Regions from separate parts of the Mus musculus genome. Here region 2 is linked to region 1. The links are chromatin contacts, called in public Micro-C maps. All regions are on one chromosome and are shown on one strand. The core of a region is the stretch at or near the end of the contact, and the rest is flanking DNA. Distances in the headings are between cores, read along the strand shown.

What was found. A called contact is a pair of places that touch in the nucleus more often than the background predicts.
Region 2: a contact with region 1 is called in a Micro-C map of B cells, with 4 times the contacts expected there. The contact joins two enhancer-like sites. A contact is called at or near these places in 9 of 39 promoter capture datasets (the C10 cell line, the HPC-7 cell line, embryonic stem cells and 3 more), 3 of 15 datasets of contacts at CTCF or cohesin (large pre-B cells, pro-B cells and stem cell-derived epiblast-like cells), 35 of 484 Hi-C or Micro-C datasets (the AtT-20 cell line, B cells, CD4 T cells and 19 more), 4 of 115 datasets of contacts at active chromatin or transcription factors (bone marrow-derived dendritic cells, embryonic stem cells and large pre-B cells) and 2 of 9 other capture datasets (adipose tissue and pancreatic islet).

The regions. Positions count from the first base shown.
Region 1 is chr2:58,196,577-58,200,908 of GRCm38.p6, reverse strand. No RefSeq gene overlaps it. Among named protein-coding and RNA genes, the nearest start is that of Gm13546, 35 kb to the right of the region's middle. Within about 2 kb of position 1,283, at least 6 of the 459 cell types and tissues checked have an H3K27ac peak or open chromatin away from gene starts, as enhancers often do. A contact at or near this core is called in B cells, where this site is marked.
Region 2 is chr2:58,421,938-58,425,875 of GRCm38.p6, reverse strand. All of the region lies in intron 1 of LOC108168760 (a long non-coding RNA gene), which reads left to right. Among named protein-coding and RNA genes, the nearest start is that of Acvr1c, 66 kb to the right of the region's middle. Within about 2 kb of position 2,400, at least 15 of the 459 cell types and tissues checked have an H3K27ac peak or open chromatin away from gene starts, as enhancers often do. A contact at or near this core is called in B cells, where this site is marked.

The DNA of each region.
Region 1 (4,332 bases), core at 34-2,533:
CAAGAGGATGAAGGCTTCTTCACGGCATCCAAGAAGTGTTGAAAGCACTCTGGATGATGTGTTGATATACCAGCCAGTGGTCAGAGAGACTGGTCAATTATCACCTTCCTGCACAAAGTTCCTGGGTGCAAAAGATGGGTTCTCACAGTTGTCAAAATGCCACATATTACTCCGGTCCCAATACTTTAGCTTATTTTAGGAAAGGGTGACTATTAGGGGATGATTATAATAATAAAAACTCAATAATAATGGGAGGATTCTTAACAGAATGTAGTAGCGCTTCATCCCTAGATGCACTCTTGGGGAGAGCTGCATGCCCTGATTTTTCTCACAAACATATTTTAGGTCAATGGTTTTCAACTTGTATTTAATTCTCTTTCTTGTTGTCATTGTGATTTTTGATGACTAGAGGGCTTGTTTTTTGCATTACTTTCTCATTAAAGGAAGTTTCCAGTACCCAAAGTATACAGAAATAATACAGTTGAAAGTAAATTTGCTTCTATCTTCCCTCAGAGATGGATGGGGATGTCCTAGGAAGATGAAAATCCTCTCCAACTGCCTAGTCCTCCCAGACAACCCCCATATCCAAAAGTGTGTACAGTACTAACAAGGAACTTCTAGTTTGTTGTTTGACATCTGTGTTGTCTTGTATCTACCTAGAATAGAATAAATGCTCAGAACCTTGTGGTGCTCAAGGCCTGGCACAAAAATGTTTCCCTAGTGATCTATATCACAAACAAGGGGAAGAACCACTCATGTTCTCACACTTGAGTTACATTTGGTAAGAGGGGAATTTGAGTTAGTGGTGATCTCATGTCATATCCAAGGGATTATGAAGGGGCATCAGACAAGAAGCCAGTGGGGAGCTGCTATGAGTGTCTAAGGGCAGAGGGCAAGTTACAATAGGGAGAGTGGTAGGACCGAGGCAGGACATGTGCCAAGAATAACTCAGGTTTAACAAAGGCAGCATACACACAGAACCCTAAATCAGTTCTCTACATACCTTCTGTAGTAAGACAGAAACTGGCTACTTTGGAAGTTTCTTAAAAGATAATATTCCCAAACAGAATGCGTGCGTGCTCTAAAGCAAACTTCTCCTTACATCTCCAAGTCCATGACCTACAACTTCTGTTTTCAAGTTGATAACAGATTTACTCAGATTCTTACAAGAAATTGAGGACCTTCCCAAGACCAGGAAAATGTTCTTTCCTCTGATAGAGAGTTGCAGTGTTCTGACTAGAGGCTGTAGCCAGCTGGCCCTTGGTGGGAGCATCCTGCCCTCTGCTGGATGTGGCTAGCAAAATGAGTCTGCATTGCCATATAAAGAATTAATTAAATCAGGAAGCGTTTAGGTTTATCTGAGAATAAATATTTGCTTGCATGCTGACGAGGTTTTAATTAACCAGGCAATGCATTACTTCCGTGATGTCTTCCTTCTCAGAGGATTGCCGGGTATCTGAGAAGAACATCTCTGTGGATCAGATGCATCCCTTGCATGATAAACTCTCTATGGCATCACTTCTAAAGAAATGTACACAATCAAAACTGAATCCATAATAGGCTTTAAAGTGTTTTGATGTGATAGGAAAAATTGCTGGAGAGCCTGGGCTAAATAACTAATTCTCCAAGGCGCTAAAGCTCTCTCAGGTTCAGTCTGCCTGGAATAAGAGGTGGATTTGCTGTGGGGCCTCAAGAAGCACCTTTGTGTTTTCCCCTGCTGAGTGCAAGACAGACATTGGCTACTTTCCAAGTTTCCTTCTTTTCTTTTCTTTTCTTTTCTTTTCTTTTCTTTTCTTTTCTTTTCTTTCTTTTCTTTTCTTTTCTTTTCTTTTGTTTTCTCTTCTCTTCTCTTCTTTTTTTGTTTCTTCATTTCTTTCTTCCTTTCTTTCTTCCTTCCTTCCTTTCTTTCTTTCTTTCTTTCTTTCTTTCTTTCTTTCTTTCTTTCTTTCTTTGGTTTTTCGAGACAGGGTTTCTCTGTATAGCCCTGGCTGTCCTGGAACTCACTTTGTAGACCAGGCTGGCCTCATACTCAGAAATACGCCTGCCTCTGCCTCCCAAGTGCTGGGATTAAAGGCATGTGCCACCACTGCCCAGCTCTTTCCAAGTTTCTTAAAGATAATATTCCCAAACAGAATGTGTGCATGCTGTAAAGCAAACTTCTCCTTACATCTCCAAGTTCATGACCTACAACTTCTGTTTTCAAGCTGTGGAGTTTAAGCAATCCCAGAATGCATTGTTCACACAGGGTAGTAAGTGCTCCTTGTTAGCAACATTGTGGAATTAGTGATACCCTGAAATTCAGTTTGGGTAAAACAGGGACTCTGATAGTAATATAAGCCTAGGGAATAAGACAACTCTCCTAAACAAGTATAAAGAAAGCAAGATGCCCTAAAAATAACTGTTCGGTAAAGGCTGAAGAGATAGAAAACTTTACTATCCATTGTTAATCGTGGCATGTTCTGTTCAATGTGTAGGCATGTCTATACTTCTCACTTTTATTAAAAATTGATGAGATCAATTCCAAGAATAACGTTTTTACAGCAGCCAGTCTCTTCCAAAGATGTCCTTTCCCCCTTCCTCCTAGATTGCTCTTGAGCTTTCTTTTTTTTCCTTTAAAACCAGAGAGAAGTGGTTTCAGCTGACACTCTCGGAGCTTTGGGGCCCATGGCTATTCCTCACCTTCCAATCCAGCTCCACAGCTTCAGTGTGTCAGTGGCGTTTCTGTAATGGGAGCAGACAGCATATCATCCAACTCCCGAGCTATTGGCCACCTTAGGGGAGATGAGCGACTGACAGTGACCATGGCATGAATATAGCCATTCTTTAATAACAGCAATGGATCGGCTTGTAACTTAATTTGTTTAATTGATTTTGTTGTCTTCATTAGCAGCTCTCTCTAATGAAAGCTCTCTTAAACTCCCATCTAGATGTCCAACTGAGGAGTCAAGCCAAATATAATCGATCACCTTGTCAGCCTCAGCAAGTGCTATATTGATGTGTTCAACAAAGTGTTAACAGTAGGTTGCTGAAGATACGAAGAAATGATATGATCTCAACACACAGAATATTGGGCACTCAGGTATCTGTCTAAATAAATGAAAACACAATAGGCATATTCAGCGAGTTGGGAAGGAAATAAGCAGAACATCTTTTCTGATGTTTTTCTTCTGCATTTTGTTTCCACTATTTCTGCATATATATTTATTTATTCATCATACAAGTTTGTGAGATGCAGTGTAGGAGTTTAGTGTATCTTTACAATGTTTAACGATCTGATTGGAATGACTCACGTGCTCATCGACTCCTGTTTTTTGTTTTGTTTTTTGGGGGTGGGGTACCATTCGGAATCCTTTCCATTAGCTATTTTGAATAAAGCAATTGGATATCATCAACTGGTTGCTCTACTGTGGTATCAAATATTCCAAGTTTCTCTGCCTGTCCAACTGAACCCCTCAACCCTTTACCCACTGACTCTGTCCCAGGCTTCTTCCAGGTTCCAGGTTCTAGCATCCACCATATTTTTGTATTTTTTAATTTTTTCTTGCTTTTTCTTTGTTTCTTCTTTCAGATCAGTTCAAACTTTTGTATATAAGAAAAATACACTTACCATCTATCTCTGGCTTATTTCCCCTAACACAATGTCCCCCAATTTCACCAGTGTTTTTGCAAATGACAGAGCTTTGTTCTAGTTATTATCAAATAGCATTCCATGGTGTGTACACACTGCACTTTGTCCATTCATTCATCTGTTGATGGCAACCATGGCTGCTTTGATTTCTTGGCTCCTTGGCCTGCTGATTTCATTTCCTTATTTTCTTTGGGGCTATACCCAGTAGTGCAGTTGCTGGGTCATGCAAGAGTACTATTTTTGGCTATTCTGAGGAAGTCCCACAATGTTTCCCACAATAGCTATACCAATTTACATTCCCATCGACAGTGTGGGAGAGTTCCCTTCTCCCCTCTTCCAGACTAGAATTTGTTTTAAAAAATCTTTTTGGTATGTCAGTTGAAATTGAATAATAGTAGTTTCTATGTTAACAAAGTGTGTGTGTGTGTGTGTGTGTGTGTGTGTGTGCGCGCGCATATGTGTTAAATGACAGATTGATATCTTACTCCTTGGTATGTTATACAGTCAAACAACAAGTGTTTATCAAGGAGAAAAGATCAAAATCTTTTTGGTATGTTAATTCAACTTGAATAATGATGGTTTCTATGTCAACAATCTCTCTCTTTCTTTGTGTGTGTGTGTGTTGTGTGTGTCTTAAAATGACAGATTGGTATTTTAGTTCCCTGGTATGTTATCCCGTCCAGCAAGTGTTTACCAGGGAGAAA
Region 2 (3,938 bases), core at 1,151-3,650, 220 kb before region 1:
CATACAGGTATGTGCACATATGTCAAGGAGGGTTCCAGAGTAGGAACTGAGTAGGAAGATATTTGAATGCAGGACTAGAAGGAAGAGAAACGATGATGATGGCTTGGCAGGAGGCCAGTATTTTTAGCTGGAACTCCCACTTTTGGTGTTAATCATTAAACAGTTATATACCATTTGGCAATTTACAACACACTGGTCAGTAAGTTTCATAATTTCATCCTTGGCATGTAAATTAGTTAAGGTGATGGTTGTACACTCTTCCTTTCCTGAGGAAGAAAGGGAGGCTCAGAGTCTTCAGATGTCTTTTTCTCAGAATCAGAGCTGTTCTGATACCAAGGTTAGGCCAGGAGTAGACAAAGTATAGATTGTAGGCCAAGTGGGACTTACTATCTAATTTCGTAAATGTAGTTTCACTGGCATACAAGGATAGCAACTTATAAACTATTGTCTCTGATTGTTTTTGCTGTATAAAAGCTGAATTGATAGATCGACAGGCATCTCAACAGAATGCATGTTCTCTAAATGTAACCAAACCAAACCACTCTACTCCATCTGGACCTTCACAGAACTGAAAGGTATGCAACAACCACAGATACCACGGTGGTGCCCTAGTCAGTCTGATGAGACCTGACCCCAAACTTACCAGGGCATGAACAGTGTTGTGTGCCCTTTCTGGGAAAATCAGTATCAAAATGGAACACATGCTCCTCTCATTGGTCAGCAATGCCAAAGGTTTATTGCTCCTAATAGAAAGGAGAGGGGTGTCCCGCATGAACCTCCAGTGCCTTCTTAGTCCTAGCTCAGATCCTCCACATGGACAGTGTGTGTGTTGCTGTTGATCATCAAACTAATTTTACTCCTGGAGCATCATGACTGCCATCCACACCTGTGACCACGGAAGTTCTCCTCATGTACTATTGGCTTGTGGATGTATCTTCTTTCATTGGCTAGGGAAAGAACCCAGGCTAGTGTACCATGAGTATGTCCTTTGGTAGCCATAGCATTAAAAATGCATCTGAAGCTAATTTTAAAAACTGGAAATACGTTTCATAAAGACACAAATATCTACCTGAGCTTGAAGAACAGGAAAAATCTGGATCATTGGGATATCACATGGTTTTGCATGTTTGAGAAAGCAGCAACTGTCCTGCACTAAGGTATGGTTACATTCTCTGGCTCCTGGAGGAGTCACATAAGTATAGCAATGATTTTAGTGGGTGAAATAGAACCTGGTGATTAGTGGGTTGAAGCTCTCACTAATTGAAGTTTCTACTTCAGTCCTATCTGGCTGTGTTCACATGCAGTGCAGAAATGTCTTATGAGACTATAGGTTTTGAGACTATAGGTTTCTTCTATGTTTTCCATGAGAAGTTTCAAATCCAAACTTTATATTTAAAATTTCACATTTAAGCCATGGTAATGATAAAAATTAAACAAAATGGGTATAAGGTATTGGATCAATTCTCTGTGGGTAAAGTACATGTAAGATCTAGTTCTACTTTGTAGCCTCTACAAGGCTATATTAGAGCATTACTCTGCTGGAAGCTTCGCCCAGGGCAAAATGGGAAAAGCTCAGTTGGATAGAGCCATCTTGGAATGGAGCATCATTGATATTCAGTCCTTCCTGTTTTGTACAGAAACATTAGCAATGAGTCTTTTTTTTCCCTCTAAATTTACATTATTTTATTTTTATTTTGTGTGTATCTTAGTTTTGGTTTGCATGTATGCATGTATGCATGTATGTATGTATGTGGACCACATGCATTCCTGGTGCCCTCAGGATCCAGAAGAAGGAGTTGGAGTCCCTGCAACTGAAGTTACAGATGGTTGTGAGCTGTGGGTTCTGGGAACCAAATCTGGGTCCTCTGGAACATTATCCAAGTGGTCTTAACTTCTGGGCCATCTCTCTCTAGTCTTAACAGCTTTACAAAAGTTACCAAGCAAAGCATTGCAAAGCTCAGTATCAACTACCCCTAAGTCTCAGAGCATCCCAGACCCATCCTATCATGAAAGTTCCATCTTTCCTGTTTTTTTTTATTCCAACCCGAGTACTACTCACGGCAATGTTACAACCCCAGATAATAGATTTCTCCACAAGCTTAATTTATGTAAATAAGCACATTTTACTTTTACAAGGCTGGCATTTCTCAAGCAGTTTATTTTATAAAATGGAAACAAAAATTAAACTTCTGCAAGACATGTTGAATTCTGTCAATCAAATACCATGGTTCACCAATTCTCTTTCATTTTCATTTTTCACCTCAGTAAACAAACAAAACATAGTGAGTTTCACATGTAGTAGGAAAATATGACACAACCTGTGGCAGTTTTATAGTCTCTGGGGAGGCCTGTCATGATTCTGTCAGGCATGGCTTCCCTTCCTTTCTGGTATCTGTTGGAGGAAACAGAAGACATCGTCGTGGTTGAGGGAATTGGGGGTGAGGTTGAAGATGGCGTGGGGAAGTGTAGTTATGTGATTCGATTTTGTGGATGCAATAGTGTGCAGGCTATACACACACTTGTATGCACTAGCACGAGCTCATGTGGAGGCCAGAGGTGATATAAGGTAAATTCCTCTACCGCTCTCACCTTATCTTTTGGTGTAAAGTCTCTCACTGAACCCAGAGCTCACTGGTCTAGTTGGCTGATAAGCTCTGAGGATCAGTTTGTGTTTGACCCCAGCTCTAGGGTTACAGATATCCATAACCACCCCTGGCTTTTATGGGGGTACTGGGGTTGAAAGCGTGTCCTTGTGCCTATGTAGCACATACTTTAACAACTGAGCCATCTCCCCAGCCCGCTTAAAAATTTTTAAGCAAAAACATTTGAGATTACGTTAAATCACTTCTTGTCTGAGAGTAGACTTCACATGATAAACTTCCCTTGCCATCATGCAACCCAGGAATTCAAGCAAATGTATGTGAAGGATTCTGATTTTCAAATTTAGAAACCTCATGACTAGTTGTCTTAGTTACTTTTCTGTTGCTGTGATAAAGCAGCATGACCAAGGCAATGTATAAAAAAGAGTTGAATGTGGGGCTTGCAACTTCAGAGGGTGAGAGTCCAAGATACCAGAGGAAAGGCATGGGGGCAGAAGTGGAGAGTTTGCATCTTAAGCCTGATGTGGAGGCCAGAGGTTGATAAGTCAATATGAGAGATTTTCCACTACTGCTCCCATCTTATCTTTTGATACATGTGTGCATGCATGCATGCGTGCATAGATATGTACGTGTGTGTGTGTGTGCATGCATGTTTGTGTATGTGTGTTTCTGTGTGTGTGTTTGTGTGAGAGAGATAGAAAGATAAATTGCTAGGTAGATTGGTAGATAGGTAAAGGAAATGGCATGGACTTTTGAAACTTCAAATTGTGCTTCCCACAACACAGCTCCTCCCCAATGGAATTATTGCTTTGATGTTTACTAATTCTTCTCCCAGGTGATGGTGGCATACTCGTTCATACTCGTTCATACTCATTCATACTCATTCATACTCGTTCATTAGATTCACTCTTCTTCACAATAGTATAAAGCATCCTGAATCCCCTGGGCCCAAACACAGGAACTTAGAACTTTCTTTGCTTTGGAAAAAAAAATGACTGCAGATATGGAGCTCCATGTCTTTCTGTGAGCATGAAGGAGAAGAAAGCATCTACCTCTGCTTCTTAGGTACAGAAATCACTATGAGGTGACCCTTTAACACAAGGTAAGCCAACGGAAACAATGTAAGTTGATTAAATTGTCAATGGTAAATTATTGCCACCCACAAATTTCTTTAAGCACCCAACATATAATTGGCACCGGACTTCAGAAAGTAGGCCAGCCTAGGCCCTGACTGTCAGACCTTTGACTCTTGTGTCAGCATCTCTCTGTGCTTTTTCCTTTTCATCCCTGAGGTCTGCTTCTACCTCATTTGGCCACAAAGAGGCTCGTGACTCCCTT